2 separate regions of the Triticum aestivum genome follow, and region 1 is linked to region 2. Evidence: chromatin contacts called from public Hi-C data. All regions are on one chromosome and are shown on one strand. The core of a region is the stretch at or near the end of the contact, and the rest is flanking DNA. Distances in the headings are between cores, read along the strand shown. Region 1 holds the start of LOC123143725 (probable protein phosphatase 2C 55). Region 2 holds the start of LOC123143724 (cycloartenol synthase).

What was found. Hi-C and Micro-C count contacts between places; a contact is called where the count stands out from the background.
Region 1: a contact with region 2 is called in a Hi-C map of leaf, with 6 times the contacts expected there. The contact joins the promoter of LOC123143725 here to the promoter of LOC123143724 in region 2. A contact is called at or near these places in 2 of 5 Hi-C or Micro-C datasets (both in leaf) and 1 of 1 datasets of contacts at active chromatin or transcription factors (leaf).

What each region holds. Positions count from the first base shown.
Region 1 is chr6D:84,421,185-84,426,947 of IWGSC CS RefSeq v2.1, reverse strand. It overlaps LOC123143725 (probable protein phosphatase 2C 55), which reads left to right and starts at 1,843. Exons shown (of 4, transcript XM_044562688.1): 1 at 1,843-2,384; 2 at 3,151-3,472; 3 at 3,675-3,824; 4 at 4,280-4,821. The coding sequence starts at 1,993. The coding sequence ends at 4,576.
Region 2 is chr6D:84,056,308-84,062,142 of IWGSC CS RefSeq v2.1, reverse strand. LOC123143724 (cycloartenol synthase) reads left to right here and starts at 3,172. Exons shown (of 18, transcript XM_044562687.1): 1 at 3,172-3,690; 2 at 4,868-5,053; 3 at 5,138-5,227; 4 at 5,300-5,494; 5 at 5,596-5,680; 6 at 5,767-5,835. The coding sequence starts at 3,490.

The sequences.
Region 1 (5,763 bases), core at 594-3,093, 370 kb before region 2:
ACAAGTTTTTCAATTAGACCATGAACATTTTATTAATCACACCATGCCATTTCTATATTGTAGGTACCATGGCAATTTAATTATTGAGACCATGGTTGTTTTTCTAGGTAGCATGGTAATTTCATTATTTAGACCATGGCAGTCTTTTTTAGTTTGACCATGAATTTTTTTTAATTAGACCACGGTAATTTTATTGATGCAAATTTAATTATTTTGACAATGGCATTTTTATTATGTATAGACCATTGAAAATTTTCGTTGTTCTACAACTTTTTTGTTTAAAAAACAAAGGATGCCATTTTTGTAAAGTATAGCATGATTTTTTTATAAATTAGAGCATGACAAATGTAAAAATATGCTTCTCTGCCTTTTTTGTATTTTTTTGTCAATGGCAATTTGTGTTACAAAAACCAGTTAACTAAGCCTTTTGTTTGTCAATAAAGAATAAAGCGAGGGAGACTCGTCAAATGGCATGTCGAGCCATCGGGGTCACGCTGGGTGCTCTGCTCCACCGAATGAAATCATTGGCTGAAAGGATCCTTTCTGATCGAATGAATTGTTTGTTTCAACCATCTTCATGATTTGACGAGCGCTAAATATTGACGTCCAACTTTTTACAGGACAATACCAAGCGGCAAGCCTGGTAAACTATAAAAAGCCAGACAAACAAGTTTTGCAGGAAAATGATCCAGCTTTATACTAGAAACAGCCGCAAACACTGATCAATTCTATAGACCGCATAAGAGCAACTCCAACGCAGGGACCCAAATGGACACGGATTTTATCCGTTTTTTGTCCGTTTGAGTCTCATGTCCGCTTGGCGGACATGGGGCGGACACGGCGAGCATCCAATGCCAAAACGCAAAAGCGGACAACGGCTACACCAGGCACCCCGCCTCCTTCGTGTCGGCCGGCACCTTCTCCCGCCGCCGTGCCATTTTGCTACCCCTCGCGCCGTCGGGCCCTGCCGCTCCCCCTCGCACTGCTGCGCCCGCTTCTGGCCCCGTCCGGCTTCTGCCGCGCCGACACGCACTCCTGCCATTCGCCGCTCGGCCCGCCTTGCCGCTCCGCCCCTGCTTCCCCCTCCCCTGTCCTGCTTCACGCCGTGGGCGCACACCAGGACGCCCTGCAGGTCATCGCAGAGCAGCGCCTCCTGGATCTGCTGCAGCGCGAAGCTCTGCAGCTCCCGCACGACTCGCGGGCGAAGCCCAGGCTGCTCGTCCCACCATGCGCCGCCGATGACGAGATCTGCAGTCCCCCGGCTCTTCCCGGCACCACGCCGCTCGCGTGCAGTTCCCCGGCCCCGTCGGCTCGGCTCGGAACGGGAGGCCGCAGCGGAGATCTCCCCGTCGTCCTGGACCACAGCGTGGGATGCAGCTTGCGCCACTGAGCGCAGCGGCGGGCCTCGAGGACGGCGGAGGAGGCGAGAAGGAGGACTGGGTGGGGATGGCGGTGGCCTGCGCTTGTGAGCAGGACGGTGGAGAAGGCGGGGAAGGAGGACTGGGTGGGGACGCCAGCTCGTGCGCGCTCACTGCTAGGTGGGACCAAGGGCGGACACGAGCGGACGACAACGGTCGAGCAGAGCAGCTTCTGTCCGCTTCGTACCCATTTCTTTCCAGATTTGGGCTAAGTTTGGGTTAGGGATGGACAGCACGCGGATACGGGCGTCCGTTTGGATGGCCCTGTTGGGCCAAGTTTTGTGTCCGAATAACCTAAACGGATAAAATGGGTCGCCCCATTGGAGTTGCTATAAGATTTCGTATTATTCTTTTCAAAAAAGGTTTTGCGTGGTACTTATATTCTTTCCAGAATGAGCGCTCCTTCCGATAGCAAGTGCGAAAAAAAAACCGCGTTGAAAAACTGTTGCATCCTTCTGCCCCGGCACGGCATCTCATCCTTGTTCCTCCCTCTCCCGCACCCTAGGGTTTCCACCACCTTCGCCGGAGCGTCTCTCCGGCAGCGTCTTGGGCGCAGCAGGGGCGCCGCGGCAGGATGTCCCCGGCGATCGCGCTTCGGCGCGCGGCCGCGTGGCTGCTCCGGGGAGCCGCCGGCGCCGGCGCTGGCGCGCCGAGGGCCGCGTCCTCCGCCGCGCTGCCGGGCCTGGGCGGGGCCCTGCTGTCTCCCGCGCGCGGATTGCAGGGGAGCGAGGCGGCCGGGTTCCTGGGGATCTGGGGAGGGCCCGCGGCGGGCGGCAGCGGCGGGTCCTGGTGGTTCCGGTGCGCCGCGAGCAGCGTGCCCAGGCCGGGCCTGCTGGTGGAGCAGCTCCTCGTCGGCGGCGGGCGCTCCTTCGCGACCGGTGCTGCTCCGGAAGAGGTGTCCTTCAGCCCGGCCGCCCGCGAGGCGGATGTCTCGCAGCCTGAGAAGTCCGTAGGCACCTCAGATAAGTATGTTTCCTCTTGTGTATCTACCTGTTTAAGTATGTTTCCTCTTGTGTATCTACCTGTTTAATTTCGCAATCGGCGTATCTTAGCTTAGTGAGTACATTTTCAGTTTCATCAAATTAGCTCAAATGAGGTTCTCACTGTTGGGGTTTTAGCAGATGCCCAGTTCGTGAACATTGTCTTCTCATTGTGTGCATTATGATTCCCGTTGTTCTAAGAATACTAATTATGTCAAAACTCAACAGTTGTTACACTCTTCTGATAAGATTTGGCACTGGTGCATGGATTGGAGGTCTTGTTCATCTACATATCTAATAGTCATTGGGAATCCATGCTCATAGGTTTTTAATGGGCCATATGGAAATATGATAAGTTGGTAGAGATTGGTGAGAGAAAAAAGTCTGCTAGTGAATAAACTCTCCTCAAAAGAAAGAAAATCAGAATAATTGCTGTCACGTGGGGTATGTAATGTAATTTACAGCCCCAAGTGGGCCACCAAGGGTGCACAGATTGCAAAAGCAGGATACAGTTGCAATTAAGGGATGGGTATCACAGTTCAATCAAATTAGGAAATTTAGATATTTAACTCCTGGAGATAGAGGTTGCTTCCCTCGACCACCTATGTCATGAGTCTTGACATAGAGTCATGTGCCCTGCTCGGGTGTTGTGCTTAAGCATGGCATCATGGCGCTTCTCATATGCATTGTGATGATTTTTATGACTGTATATATCTGCTTAGATTATTCTAAAACATTGATCACTATTTCAGGACTATGTTAGGAGATAGGTCCTTGAAGCTTGTTTCAGGGGTATGTTATCTACCACATCCGGATAAGGAAGAAACTGGTGGTGAGGATGCACATTTTATTTGGGATGAACAGGCTATAGGCATAGCTGATGGCGTTGGTGGTTGGGCAAGCTACGGTATTGATGCAGGTCAATATGCTAGAGATATTATGTCTAATGCAGTAACCGCAATAGAAGAAGAGCCAAAAGATTCAATTGATCTTACAAGGGTACTAGAGAAGGCCCATAGTAGCACAACAGTGCCGGGTTCATCGACCGCATGTATCATTGCTATAACAAATCAGGTTGGTTACTGATTTTGTTCATTTTTGCTGTGACATGATTACATGTTTCCTTGTCTATGGCTTTGGCAACAGTAAGAGAAGCTAAAAGTTGACCACCATTCTTTGTTGATGATATAATGCCACAAAACTGACCTGAGTGTTTAACTTGTTCAGTTTGTAGATAGTTTATCACGATTTCAGATTTGGTTGTACATTATTTCAGGGAATACAAGCAATTAATCTTGGTGACAGTGGCTTTATAGTCATCCGAGATGGCTGCACATTGTGTAGGTCACCTGTACAACAACATGATTTCAATTTCTCCTACCAACTTCAGAGTGGCAACTCGAGTGACTTGCCTAATGCTGCACAGGTATGTTCATATACTGCTGATAACGCTTTTCTTTTTGTAGTAACCAGTGTATATGGACACAATTTGGTTGTTAACAAATATTCACGGCTTGTGGCTGTTTTTTTTAATGAAAACCATAGTTTTATGTTCTAGTAAAAGAAGCCTTTGTGCCGATGGATTATACTAGTACTCCCAGGTGAAACAAATGCATATATAATAGCCATATAGATTAGGAATTCTATAATCCACGTGTCGCAGAATTATACTCCATTCTGTATCCATCTCGTAAAACATATGAGCACATGTAGTATAATTCTGCGACACGCGGATTGTAGAATTGTAGTCCTTGTTAATATCCATCTCTTAAAAGTTAAAACATATGAGCACATGTATCCAGTCTCGCAATCATATCATACTGCAAATTGTAGTCCTTGTTAATACCCATGTTGTTTTGCCTGCTGTGCCTGTATACTCAGGTCTTCAAGGTACCTGTCGCGTCTGGTGATGTAATTGTCGCTGGAACAGATGGGTTGTTCGATAACCTGTACAACAACGATATAACAGCTGTAGTGGTCCACGCAACCAGAGCTGGCCTGGAACCTCAAGTGACAGCCCAGAAGATAGCGGCGCTCGCACGCCAGCGGGCACAGGACAAGAACAGGCCGACGCCGTTTTCGACCGCGGCCCAAGACGCTGGGTACCGGTACTACGGCGGGAAGCTGGACGACATCACCGTCGTGGTCTCGTACGTAACTGCCTTTGGCAACTCGTAGCACAGTGGGTTAGGAGAAGACTTCTGAATATCTAGACCGAGGCGCGCGCCTCCCCTTTTTGTCCTGTAAATACCCACAACAGCCTTTTGAGGCTCTGTTTTTTTTTCTACCAGACTTATAAAGCAGCTGGATGATTTGTAAGTATCTCCTCTGCATGAGTACAGTAGCTGTAGAGAACCGCAGACAGTTTTAATTATGTACTGAAAGAAGCATAGAACGGATTCAAACACGGCAATTTCAAAGCATTTTGCGTTGGTCACTAAATGCGTACTTCAAGCGCAGAATTTTTGCGGGGATTCCCGCGGCAGTGAAGGGAAGGAACCAAAATTCTGGTGCTTCCTCCAGTTGTCTGCAAAACTGACAGGAAGACTGAAAGAGAACAAGCTGCGGCTGTGGAACACAGCTTATAGCATACAAGCAATGGAGAGGCGGAGTGTCTGCCAGTGTGTGTTTCAGCATCATCAACGTCTTCGATAACTAGGTAACCACCCCTGCTGTGTTCTATGCCTTTACCCCTGCTGTGTTCTATGCCTTTGTTTTTCAAGGGAGACGAGAGTCTGAATGCAGACTGCTCAGGTCTAAAATATTCATCATGTTCAAAATTATTTAAAGTTCTAGCATTGCCCTAAGTCTATAATACGGAGTGTAGTTTTTGTACTATATATATTCGATATTATAGATATGAGCACATATTTCTATAAACTTCGGTGAAATGTTGTTGGAGCACATGTTGCAAGTTGACTTTAATGCATGTACTTCTCAAGCAAAAGATCATGCTGTAGAAAGCTTTTAGAAACTTCTGCCTCTCTTGAACCCATTAGAGTTAAAAGAAGCATATAACGGAGTGTTTCCAGAAGCCTTTTGTTCTCTGATGAGGTGAGATGTTTATGTCATAGAAGACAGCCAAGTGTTTGTCCTTTTTTTGCTTTGCAATCAGTCATTCGATACGGTTCAGTCAAGGGAGATCACAGTCAAATCAGATAACCAAAATTCCGGCGCTTATTTTTTCTTTGGGTTGTCTGCGAAAACGAACAGGAACTGAAAAGGACAGACAAGTTGCATGCGGCCATGGAAATGGAACGCAGGCGCTGATGGTGGTTGCCTCAGCCTGGAGCTTTCTTGTGTTTTTTCCATGGTAGGCGATGTGTACACTGCACCTTAGGGTTTAGATGCACAATGCATTGCTC
Region 2 (5,835 bases), core at 1,923-4,422:
CTGGATGAAGGAGTTCATTACCGACCTAGGGGTGATTCCCAATGCGTCGGGCCCGATGACTCTCTTCTGTGACAACACTGGAGCTATTGCCCTTGCGAAGGAGCCCAGGTTTCACAGGAAGACCAGGCATATCAAGCGTCGCTTCAACTCCATTCGTGAAAGTGTTCAAAATGGAGACATAGATATTTGTAAAGTACATACGGACCTGAATGTAGCAGATCCGTTGACTAAACCTCTCCCTAGAGCAAAACATGATCAACACCAGGACGCAATGGGTGTTCGATTCATCACAATGTAACTAGATTATTGACTCTAGTGCAAGTGGGAGACTGTTGGAAATATGCCCTAGAGGCAATAATAAATGGTTATTATTATATTTCTTTGTTCATGATAATCGTCTATTGTTCATGCTATAATTGTATTGTCCGAAAATCGTAATACATGTGTGAATGCATAGACCACAACGTGTCCCTAGTAAGCCTCTAGTTAACTAGCTCGTTGATCAACAGATAGTCATGGTTTCCTGACTATGGACATTGGATGTCATTGATAACGGGATCACATCATTAGGAGAATGATGTGATGGACAAGACACAATCCTAAGCATAGCATAAAAGATCGTGTAGTTTCGTTTGCTAGAGCTTTTCCAATGTCAAGTATCTTTTCCTTAGACCATGAGATCGTGCAACTCCCGGATACCATAGGAGTGCTTTGCGTGTGCCAAACGTCACAACGTAACTGGGTGACTATAAAGGTGCACTACGGGTATCTCCGAAAGTGTCTGTTGGGTTGGCACGGATCGAGACTGGGATTTGTCACTCCGTGTGACGGAGAGGTATCTCTGGGCCCACTCGGTAGTGCATCATCATAATGAGCTCAATGTGACTAAGGCGTTAGTCACGGGATCATGCATTGCGGTACGAGTAAAGAGACTTGCCGGTAACGAGATTGAGCAAGGTATTGGGATACCGACGATCGAATCTCGGGCAAGTAACATACCGATTAACAAAGGGAATTGCATACGGGATTGATTGAATCCTCGACACCGTGGTTCATCCGATGAGATCATCGTGGAACATGTGGGAGCCAACATGGGTATCCAGATCCCGCTGTTGGTTATTGACCGGAGAGGCGTCTCAGTCATGTCTGCATGTCTCCCGAACCCGTAGGGTCTACACACTTAAGGTTCGGTGACGCTAGGGTTGTAGAGATATGTGTATGCGGAAACCCGAAAGTTGTTCGAAGTCCCGAATGAGATCCCGGACGTCACGAGGAGTTCCGGAATGGTCCGGAGGTGAAGAATTATATATAGGAAGTCAAGTTTCGGCCACCGGGAAAGTTTCGGGGGTTACCGGTATTGTACCGGGACCACAGGAAGGGTCCCGGGGGTCCACCGGGTGGGGCCACCTATCCCGGAGGGCCCCATGGGCTGAAGTGGGAAGGGAACCAGCCCCTAGTGGGCTGGGCGCCCTCCATGGGCCTCCCCCATGCGCCTAGGGTTGGAAACCCTAGGGTGGGGGGGCTTCCCACTTGCCTTGGGGGGCAAGGCACCCCCTTGGCCGCCGCCCCCCACCCTAGATGGGGTTTGGCCAGCGCCCCCCCTCCCAGGGGGCCTATATAAATGGGGGGGAGGGAGGGCAGCAATATCTCAGCCTTGGGCGCCTCCCTCCTCCCCTGCTACACCTCTCCCTCTCGCAGAAGCTCGATGAAGCCCTGCCGAGACCCGCTACATCCACCACCACGCCGTCGTGCTACTGGATCTCCATTAACCTCTCCTTCCCCCTTGCTGGATCAAGAAGGAGGAGACGTCGCTGCACCGTACGTGTGTTGAACGCGGAGGTGCCGTCCGTTCGGCACTCGGTCATCGGTGATTTGGATCACGGCGAGTACGACTCCGTCATCCACGTTCATTGGAACGCTTCCGCTCGTGATCTACAAGGGTATGTAGATGCACTCTTTTCCCCTCGTTGCTAGTATACTCCATAGATGCATCTTGGTGAGCGTAGGAAAATTTTAAAATTATGCTACGATTCCCAACAGGTATGGGTTTGGGCAAAAGGAGGTTTTATCCACCCATACCCTACCCAGTTCATCCCTACAGTTAAGTACTTTGCAAGTGAGAAAATGCAACATATAGTATATGTATATTTAGTTAGGCACATTGCAAGTCATCAACTACAACATTCAGTACATGGCTAAGTTCAGTTAAGAACTTTGCAAGCCAGCAACTACAAGATTCAGTATATGGCTGATTTCAGTTGTCTACTTTGCAATTCAACATCTACAACACATTATGTGCTTAACGCAGCCATAAAATCTCTTCCCAATGTCTATGCTATAAAAGGCAACGCATTTCTAGGCCCTAAAGTGATGAAGCTTGCATTCATGACCGGATGAGCCACTCATCCACAGAAGGAAACATCAATAGTGGTCTCAGGGTTTTCCTGCTTGGTCAACTTAGCTTAAATCAAAGATGGTAACAGCACAAATCCAAACCCTAACCCAAACCCAAACCAATGGAAAATCTTACCCACAGATTCATGTCCATGTCGGTGTAGCTCAATTCATTCTCACAGCTCTCCTTCCCGTCTTTTCAGAACGACATTGCGAGCTGACGGTGAGAGTGAGCGGCGTCGGCGGCGCACATGGGAGAGAGATCAAGAGGGGCGTGAGAGGGAGCGAGGGAGTGAGCTGGTCGAGAGAGTGAGTTGGTCGTCCGTTTCCCTTTAGGGAAACTGGTTCCGACAGTGTTGGTCGGACGAGCGTTAGGTGCGCCGCCACCCATGCGAGTGCTTGGACACGTCAAATTATGTTGAAAAAACGGCGTAGTGTTTTTTGCCACCGTAAAAAATTCGGCGTGGCGCAAAGTGCAACGATCTCTAAAGTGGTAGGAGTAGTACGTAGTTTTATGCTAACCGCATCGCGAATGTGGTGGTTACCTGGATTTTAACTCGCCGTCCGACCGATGGAGTGGTTTTGGTTAAGTAACCAGAGGATGGGCAGTGACGTGTTCCCGCACAAAAGAAAATGGAGAGAACGAACTAGTGGTGCTGGTTGGACGTCGTCGACGGGGAACAGATCGGACGGCATCACGGTACTATTAGAACGCTGACACCTATCACGCCCCACCACCTGCCCCCACAAAACCCCAACCCCCCTCCCCTCTCCCCTCCACGAGCGGGTCAGAGAGCCTGCAGGCGTTGAGCCAAAAAGCCACTGCCGAGAGAGATAGAGTCGAGGGGGCGAGAGACGTCCCACGCCACGTCGCCGCACCGCGCGCGCGCTCCCGTCCAAACCCCGCTCCAGCCCCGCCCCGCGCGATCCGAAACCCCCATTATCTAATTCTTCGCCGGATCGGGCCGGCAGATCTCGCCATTGCCCATTTGTCCTGCTCCGCCCTCGTCCTCTGCTCCTCCTGCTGCCAGTGCCGGCGGTGGTCGTGCAGTACTGTTCGGTTGGTCGCCGGGGAGGCTCGCCGGGGCCGGAGGGATGTGGCGGCTGAAGATCGCGGAGGGCGGGGCCGACCCGTGGCTGCGCACCAAGAACGCGCACGTCGGCCGCCAGGTCTGGGAGTTCGACGCCGCCGCCGACGACCCCGACGCCCTCGCCGCCGTCGACGCCGCGCGCCGGGAGTTCGCCGCGCGCCGCCACCAGCTCAAGCACAGCGCCGACCTCCCCATGCGCATCCAGGTAACCCCACGAACCGAATGCCCCCCTCCCGCCCCTCCCCCTCGGTCGCCGCTGCCCTGCCCTGCATGCCACGATTTCGAATTCCGGGTGGCTCCGCGATGGCGAAGCCCCACAGTTTTTTCCCCCTACCGTAGCTACATTTTTTGTCACCTGGATGATGCCGCCTGCCACATCCAACGACTAGTCGCCGCGTACTGGTACGAGCCGGCAGCCGCGCCAGAAGGTAGCTGCCAGCGAGCCACCTTACATTTCAAAACGATTTTAATGCGCAGCGAGACTACAGTATGCCGCAACCTTTCTAAGCAAAGGAAGATTGCAGCATCAGACTGTCTAGTCTCTCCTACACCACTTGGCAAAGGTTTTAATGCGCAGCGAGTATGCTGGGATCCGATCTTGCATACGTATATACTATGAATATCTGAGACGCAAGCGCCACGCTCTGGATGGGCACGGGCACGGCCCCGCTTTCCCGTTGCCAACTGCTCCTACTTCAGCTTTTAATGCCCACCGGAAGCACACAGTGCACGCGATCGGCAAGTGTGCTGGCTGACGCTGGGCATTTTGTTCTCTGAACGGGACGCATGACGCCTGCAGTTCTTTCTTTCCGTTCATATAAACCACGGAATTTCCAGGTGTATTACACCTGTGTTTTTATCAAGCAACCAAAGAGCAGAGCAAGCGAGGAGAGTGTATCCTGTAGCAGACTTGATTTAAGCAATGCAATGCAATGTTCAGCTGAACCGTAGCTATCGATATTTATAACAGCATTTGGGGTCAGAAGGTCTATGATGTTGATTGAGAACATGCTTTTGTTGCGTGCGTTAAAGGAAGGGCACTGTATTGCTGACTTGCTGTTATCTCCACTAGAGTCATTTCCCTTACCTTCAGGTTAAAAGGTTTTTAACCCAATTACCACAGAGATGGTCAATACTTTTCGGGACTGGGTTAAGAGTTAAGACCAGAAGCACAATTCATAGTGCTCTAACAGTATTTAGCAAGAGGGCAGACCAATTCTTGATGCTGGAGTAGTGATATTTTCCTGAGTCTTTTCCTTTTTGTTCTACCACTTCAGTTCAACTTGCCTGTGGATTCTTTGTGCTACTAAAACTAGGGTGTTTTTTTGCTTTGGAATATCTCCGTAGCTTCTAAAGCGTTTGTTCTCTTGTATGTACTGCAGCTTGCAAAAGAAAATCCACTTAAGTTGGATCTTCCTGCTATCAAGCTGGGGGAGAATGAAGATGTCACGGAGGAAGCTGTGTCGACCACTTTGAGAAGGGCGCTCAGCACTTTTTCTACTCTCCAGGCACACGATGGACACTGGCCTGGGGATTATGGGGGTCCTATGTTCCTTATGCCAGGATTGGTACTTCCCCTGGTTTGACATTTCATTTAAAAACTTGTTTATGTCATATGGAAACTTACTCACTGCATTTTATCTTCTATTCAGCTTATAATGCTACATGTTACTGGAGCACTGAACACTGTTTTATCATCAGAACATCAAAAGGAGATCCGTCGATATCTCTATAATCATCAGGCAAGGATCTATTTGCCAACTGTGCCATCTCACAGTGGATAAAGTAAATAATTTTTTGGCGATTGTGTGTAGAATGAAGATGGAGGTTGGGGATTACACATTGAGGGTCCAAGCACCATGTTTGGCTCAGCCTTGACCTATGTTTCTTTGAGATTGCTTGGTGAGGGACCAGATAGTGGAGATGGAGCTATGGAGAAAGGTCGAAACTGGATTTTAGACCATGGGGGAGCAACTTATATAACATCATGGGGAAAGTTTTGGCTCGCGGTATGGAATTAACATTTTTTCCTCTCTATGAAGGCTGCTTCCATTTTGCACAGTCTGACTATGGCCTAAGGAATTCCTCCTAATTCCCTGACTTATTTAAGGTACTTGGTGTATTTGATTGGTCTGGTAACAATCCACTGCCACCGGAAACATGGATGTTGCCGTATTGCCTGCCAGTCCACCCAGGTTCTTTTTTGCACTATGTCAGCATTAATTGCTTTGATCTTCCATGTTGGTTATGTCTTGCTGATATGCCTGACGCTATCGTGCAGGTCGAATGTGGTGTCACTGCAGAATGGTGTATCTACCCATGTGCTACGTTTATGGAAAGAGGTTTGTCG